Linked DNA regions of Canis lupus: region 1 is linked to region 2. The links are chromatin contacts, called in public Hi-C maps. All regions are on one chromosome and are shown on one strand. The core of a region is the stretch at or near the end of the contact, and the rest is flanking DNA. Distances in the headings are between cores, read along the strand shown. Region 1 holds the start of FBXO15 (F-box only protein 15). Region 2 holds the start of CNDP2 (cytosolic non-specific dipeptidase).

Region 1 (3,538 bases), core at 285-2,784, 250 kb before region 2:
AGCACTGCAGCTACACTCAAGAACCAACTACTGCCATAATACAAAGGTGCAGAGCACCACTTCCAAAAACAACATGACAGGGTTATGGACCCTTGGGTGAACATGGGACGTAGTCCTGGAGATTCGGGAAAACAAAATTCAAATTGTCGATTGTTAAATAACAATTGTTTTTTCTACATAAACACAGACATTCGGTTTATTAGAAGACACGATACACATGAGTTCTTTGTATCTTACAAATCACAAGGACGTGCAAGCAAAGAGAATCATCAAGGTTGCAAACTGCTCTTCATACTGTCACTCCACCTGGCACACTAACCGAGATGATGGCTGTAAAGTTAGGGACCACTCACCACAAGGGACCATGACAGCACCTCTGACAAACTGGATCATTCACTCTGAAATCAACCAACCTTTGGAGTTAAGCTAAAGAGCCTTCTGGATTATAGCTGCAGCATCCTGCTTCTTGCCCCTTCCCCATCACCTCCAAGTTGCCTTCTCTCACTTAACAAGAGGACCACCCTTCAGCCGCAAGGTGCCCAAGGAAGAGAGGCAGAAGGGGATCAGGGGCCTGAACACCAAGGAGTGGCTATCAATAAGCATCCCTTCAGGGTTTGCCTAGCAGACCTATGGGGCTTCTGGGTGGCTCAGTTGCTAAGCAGTGGACTCCTGATTTCAGCTTCCACCATGATCTCAGGGTTGTGAGATGAAGTCTCACAGTGGAGCCTGCTTAAGATTCTCTCTCTCCCTATTCCTCTGCCCTCCCCATCTCTCCCTCACTCTCCCCCCCCCAACTCCATGGAAAGAAGGAAAAAAAGAGTAAAAAGAAACCAAACGAAAGGCACTGGAGGCCTCGAAATCCGAAATTCAGAAAGCTCTGCCCCAGGAAAACAAACTCCCAGACCAACCCGCCCACCAGAATTATCTGCTTAGAGGTTGTGTCCTCCATTCAGGAACCATGGGCGGGAGAGAAAATCGGTAACCTTTTGATGAGTAGATTCCAGAGCCTAATAAAAAGAACGAAAGGTGATTTTCCAGCCCCAGAAGACACAAGCTACTTTAGGGATGAGCTTTGAACGGGTGCCCTTGTGGCGACCCGCAGGTGCAGACCAGGGATGTGCACCTGCCCTCGCAGGTGGAGCGCATCCCGCAGGAGGCGCTGCTCCAGGGCTCCCAGCTCCCCACAGCGCCTACAACTGAATGAAGGGAAGGAGGAAGCCTGTTCCCCGGGTGGGGGGGAGCTAGGCTACTTGTATCAGGACGTGGGGTCTCCGCATGTTTCCAAGTTGAGGGGACGTCCTCCCGCGGTTCTCTGGACCTCTCCTGCACTAAGAACAGCCGAGAGTGAAATTAGTGGGGGAAGGTGCCGGGTACCGCCCCGCCCCGCGGCCCCCGACAGTCACCTGAACCCCGCGGGCCCGGGGGCCTCCCCGGCCAGCCCCGGGGCCGCGCCGACGCCGCCCGGCGGCCAATGCAGCGCCAGGAGGCCGCGCCAGTGCTGCAGCAGGAGTCGGCCGCGTCCCGTCGCCATGGAGACCCGGCGGGAGCGCCCGAGGCGGAGCGACGACGGAGGCAGGAGCGCGCCGCCCCACGCCACGCCCACTCGACGCCGGCGCGCGTGCGCAGGGGCGGGACGGAGGGCGGCCCGCCCTTCCGCCGGCTCGAGGAGCGGTTCTGGAAACTTCCGGGCCCTGCTTCTTCCCACGCCCCGCGGCCTGATGCCGAGGTCGCCGCGTGGCAAGCGGGCCGCCGAGTTTCGGTCCCGGGTGGGGGCACTGCCGCAACCTCGTCTCTCCCCAGCCGCTGGCTTTGGGGAAGTTTGTGCTGCCTCCCGTCTGGTGGCCTTGGGAAGAAACTGAAACACAGGCTACATCATTTCCCCACAAGCAACAGCAGAGCCATAGTCAGACTGAGAATTTCGCAGTTTACAGTCCTCTCGAAGGGCTGCAAGAACACCCAGTTCGTAATCGCTAATTTGATTGCCGCCCGTTGAGCGATCGCCCCGCCCACCCTGGCGCCAAATAGGTGGAGCGCATGCGCAAGGAACTCTGGAAGGTGGCGGAAAGGCCACGCGCTGTCTGGCCGCCTTGCACTGTGGGAGTTGTAGTCCCGGTGCCTTTCCCGCTGCGGTAGCTCTGCGAGGAGTGAGGGCCTCGGACTACTGTTCCCAGGACTCCCCGAGGTGTCCCAGGTTACTTTGCAGAGGCATGGCGGGTAGTGTGTGAATGTCAATACGGCAGGTAATTAAATCACTTTAATTCTAGTAGAAAGAGCGCAGAAGGGAAGAAGAGGTGGACACGGCTTCTTTCGGGAGCTAACTTTTTTGCCGAACAAGCCGTGCAGAATCACCGATGTGACTGTGTAGCGCTGAGGACACTCTGGCTGGGCGTGTATTGGGTGGTGAAGCTTTGCGGTTCCCCGCTGGCACCTTTGTAAAGCGGAGCGGTTTTCTGTGATCATGATTTGTACTTTCTTACGAGCTGCGCGGTGTGCGGAGAAGCTGTGCAGGTCGTCAGGGAAGCCGTTGTTTCCGCCACACTTCGTGCTTAACAGAGCTCGCTTGAAGACCGCGTCGGGTTTGAGCTGGGGTCTGCGAGAGCAAAAGAAAGCGGTACGACCTGAGAGTATCCTTGGAGTCACCCAGAAAACCATCTGGACGCAGAGGCAGAGCCCCCAGAGGGCAGGAGACGACGGCAGCAAACAAGTGTCCGTGCACAGCCAGAGAGGGGAACCCGTCGTCTCAACGTCACAGAAAGGTAACGGGAGTGATGAGTCTATCAGCAAACGTGGCGAGAGCGAGCAGGGTCCCTCCTTCGCACAAGTTCAGGGCTAAAGGTAGAAAAACGGTTCACGCAAATTAAAAGGTAGGACCGTTCAACACAGTGCAGAGTTTGAGACTATAGACCCACAGACTTCTTTTCTTCACAGACTTGAACTCGGATTTCAAAGTTGCTTTTTAGGTGACTTTGTTGAGTTGTGGCGAGAAAATGTTTCCCAGCTTTTATTACAACTTAACCGTTGTTGAGTACTTGATAGTAAGTCAGTAGACTTCACAGATGTGGTTTACCACAGTTGAGTTTCCTGTTCCCTCCCTCAAACATTAAAATTCTGTGTGTGAGGCACACTTCCCCAGTTTCACACAACGGAAAATTAAAGCCACATCTTCTAATCTTCATTTCCTAGTACCCAGGTCATTGCTCTTTAGAACAGCCGTTCACCAGTAGTTCTTGAGCTTCCATTTCCTCTGCGTACACTTGAGCAGATGCTAACGGGTGTGCCAGAGAGTTCCTGTACACAAACAGATGCACTCAATGAGGAGGAGGTAGGTACAGTGTGAAACAATGAAAACATGGTAGTTTGCTGCAAAGAGTACCAGAGAGCACAAAATAGATAGAGTAATTGGGTAGAATAAATAAAAGAAATACTATTGAGGCATAATCCGTGGGGACCTACTCAACGTAGGTCAGCCCAACACTGCTCCTGAATGACTGCGACGCCCAGATGTTGAGTTAGACTCTTCACGCTACAGAATTAAAGG
Region 2 (3,515 bases), core at 907-3,406:
TTAATCCAGAAAAAAAAAAAAAAACTTTAACACTTAGAACATTTAGCTATAGAAAAGTACATATTAATTTAAATTTCCATACATATCCTCTTGCAAAGAGGTATGATAGGATCATCAATAACAGACTATGAAGTATTAAAATGTTTGATGGTTAATATAAAAAGCCCAAGAAGTAACATGCATTGGTGAGAATGTGCAGAGCAAGGAACCTATGTGGGCATGTAAATTGGTGCTATATCGGGAAAAAAAAAAAAAATTGGTGACATTGGTAAATTGGTGCAAAATGGAAAACAGTATGGAGGTCCCTCAAAAAATGAAAAACAGAAGCATCACACTATCCAGTAATTGCACCTCTGGGTATTTACCCAAAGAAAACAGGGATCCCTGGGTGGCGCAGCGGTTTGGCGCCTGCCTTTGGCCCAGGGCGCGATCCTGGAGACCCGGGATTGAATCCCACGTCGGGCTCTCAGTGCATGGAGCCTGCTTCTCCCTCTGCCTATGTCTCTGCCTCTCTCTCTCTCTCTCTCTCTGTGACTATCATAAATAAATAAAAAAAAAAATTTAAAAAAATAAAAAAAATAAAAAAAAAAGAAAACAAAAGCACTAATCTGAAGCCATGTACATACCCCTTTATTTACTGCAGCATGATACGGGAGGAGCCAAGCGTCCATCCACAGATGGATAAAGAAGCCGGGAGATATGTATACAATGGGATGTTATCCAGCTATATAAAAAAAAGAAATCTTGCCATTCACAATAAACTGGATGGATCTTTTATGGTTAAGACAAAAACTTTGTAATTTCGTCTTTACGTGGAATCTAAAACACAAAGGAGAAACAGTCTTAAATGTTGACAATGAAGTGGTGGTGGACAGAAAGGGAGGTTGTTGGAGCTTGTACAAATTAGCTGAAGGGGGTTAAAAGGTACAAACTTCCAAAAAATAAGTAAGTCACAGGGATATAAATGGCAGCTTAGGAAATAGTGAATAATACTGTAACAGGGATGCCTGGGTGGCTCAGCGGTTGGTCAGCCTTTGGCTCAGGGAGTGATCCTGGGGTCCTGGCATTGAGTCTCCTGTTGGGCTTCCCGCAGGGAGCCTGCTTCTCCCTCTGCCTGGGTCTCTGCCTCTTTCTGTGTGTCTCATGAATAAATAAAATCTTTAAAAAATAATAGTACTGTCGTGACTGTACGACAGACTGTAACACACCCAGGCTGGCGAGGGCTTCCTTATGGTGCTAGTTGTTGAATCAGGTTGTACCCCTGAAACCAAAACGTTCAAGGGCACGTCTACTTCAATTCAAAGCTTTTTTAAAAAAAAACCCAAAGACAAGAAAAAAAGGAAATGGTTAAAAACGAATAATAGACTACTGAAAATAGACATTTGCCCCCAAGGCAAAAGCTCTTGGTACAGTTGGACTTGACGGAGGGAGAATTGGGGCACCGTCCAGTATTCCCTCACTTTTCCAACCGGATCAGCAAAAAGCCTTACAATGTGACATTTAAGGGGAGGTCATTCTATTTCAAAGTATTTACTGCACGTGGGAAATTACATCCTTTGAAGCCATTAAACTTGCTATTTTTTTTAAAAAGGAAAGAATGCGGGAGGGTTACAGGTTTTGCCCAATTCCCGCGGAGAGGATCACCTGCCCTGGGCCCTGCGGTCACACAGGCGAAAGCTTAGAGCAGGAAGTCAACACGGGCCTCTCCGCCACCATGTCCCGCGATCTCGGGGCCCGGCGACCCCAGAGCCAAGCTGCGGCAGGTGGCACCGCCGGACCCTCCCGAGCGGCCCGAGACCTGGGGACCTCGGGGCTGCAGACCCCTCCGCGCCGGCCGACACTCAGCAGGCAGCCGGAAGCGGGGGGCGGGAGAAAGGTCCCAGCCCGGAAGTCCCGCCCTCCGCACGACCCCTGAGCGGCGGGCGGGGCGGGGCGACGGCGGCTCTACCCACAAGCCCGGCGGTTGCTAGGCGGGGCGGGGCGAGACGGGGCGACGCCAGCCCTCCGAGCGAGGCGGGGGATTGGTGAGCGGGGCAGCGGGGCGGGGCGACGCCGGCTCTCCGGGTGAGGCCGGCGATTGGTGGGCAGCGAGGGGCGCCACGCCTGCCCTCCGAGCGAGGCCGGGGATTGGTGAGCGCGGCAGCGGGAGGCGGGCCCGCGCGGGGGGCGTGGCCGGGCACGTGCTGCGGCACCGGCGCGGCGGCGGCGGCTGAGGGGTGAGGGCGGTTCGCGGGCCGAGGCGGGCGGGACCTAGTGGGCCTCGCGGAGGCCCGAGTCGCGCCTGGGCTAGTGGGAGCGGGGCGGCGGCCTGGCCCCGCGGCCGGCGGGGACAGGAAGGGAGGATGTCCCGGTTGGGAGAAGGCCGCCGCGAGGGTCCGGGGCGCGTGGGACCTGGACCGCAGCTGCTGGCTCCCGACGCGGCCCGCGGGAAACGAAAGCCTCCCGTCGCGCGGCGAGCCCCTGGCGGGGTCCCGCCGGCACGGAGGCCGGGAGATGGCAGCGTGCGTCCTGGCCCCGGGCGGGGTCCGGCCGGTCCTGCTCGTGGGACCCGGGGTCACGAGGTGTGCGGCCGGCGTGCAGGGAGGAGGGGCTGGGAGGTTTGTACGCGGGCGTGTGTGGGGGCGGGGGGGGCGGGACTGTCCGGCCCTGCCGCGGGCGCCGGGCAGGTTCCCGGGTCACCGGGTCACAGGCGTGTTTACCCCGCTGGTCCTGCGGGGCCGCCAGCCCCTGGGTGGGTTATGTCACTCCGCAGGAAATCGAGAGCCCCCGGCAGTTACTTGGGAAGCGCAGCATCAGCTGTGGTCCGCCCTCGCGCGGCGCGCTTACCTTCCCCGGGGCGCTAGAGGGGCGGGCTGGGGCAGAACAGCCCAGAACCGGGTGGGAGGGCGCGCTCGGCCCTGGCAGGACCTGCTTCCCTAGGTTCTGATTCAGAGAAGGAAAGAGCCAGCCCTGCGGACGTGGCCTGGAGGGCCGAGCCGGCGGCCTCTGTGTATTCTTGGGTGAAGTGCCCCCAGGTAGTTCGTTGTTGGAATGACCCAGCGGGAGGCCGCCGGCTCGCCCTGCCCTGAGCGTGAGCTTGCCCGGCCCAATGACCGGCCCATGACCGACCGCTGGTGCCCAGAGCGGTGTGTGGTCGTAGACGGCTTCCCAGTTTTCATGAGCGGTGACAGACGAACGCTGGACTTACTGGTGCTCGTGAAATGCCTCCCCAGCATTTGTGGACGGTCTTGTTTTTCAGATAAAAGCCTCAGCTGAAGCAGGCTGAGCCTCCCTGCTGGGACGTTTGTAAATATTTTATGCCCCGTCATGGGTGTTTGAAGAGGGGAAGGAGGCCCTGGGAACGAGTAGCTTGATCTGTCCTGACTGAAATCACACTCCAGGGCTGAGGTGACTTCCTCAATCTGCTCAACAGCTGCCCCGCCTGGTGTCAGCGTAGATAGAGTCACTCCTCTGTTTAGCAGTCACTTTGGAATCCCATACCAAGGAAAAAATACTCTGACTACAGCGTGTGGGTA

What was found. Hi-C and Micro-C count contacts between places; a contact is called where the count stands out from the background.
Region 1: a Hi-C map of blood shows a contact between it and region 2, with 6 times the contacts expected there. The contact joins the promoter of FBXO15 here to the promoter of CNDP2 in region 2. A contact is called at or near these places in 2 of 9 Hi-C or Micro-C datasets (both in blood).

The regions. Positions count from the first base shown.
Region 1 is chr1:5,154,337-5,157,874 of UU_Cfam_GSD_1.0, reverse strand. FBXO15 (F-box only protein 15) reads right to left here and starts at 1,534. Exons shown (of 8, transcript XM_038525788.1): 1 at 1,404-1,534. The coding sequence starts at 1,531. TIMM21 (mitochondrial import inner membrane translocase subunit Tim21) reads left to right here and starts at 1,684. Exons shown (of 6, transcript XM_038525791.1): 1 at 1,684-2,756. The coding sequence starts at 2,459.
Region 2 is chr1:4,904,198-4,907,712 of UU_Cfam_GSD_1.0, reverse strand. CNDP2 (cytosolic non-specific dipeptidase) reads left to right here and starts at 2,156. Exons shown (of 12, transcript XM_038525768.1): 1 at 2,156-2,216. It overlaps LOC106560088 (a long non-coding RNA gene), which reads right to left and starts at 1,849. Exons shown (of 3, transcript XR_005353314.1): 1 at 1,645-1,849; 2 at 627-819.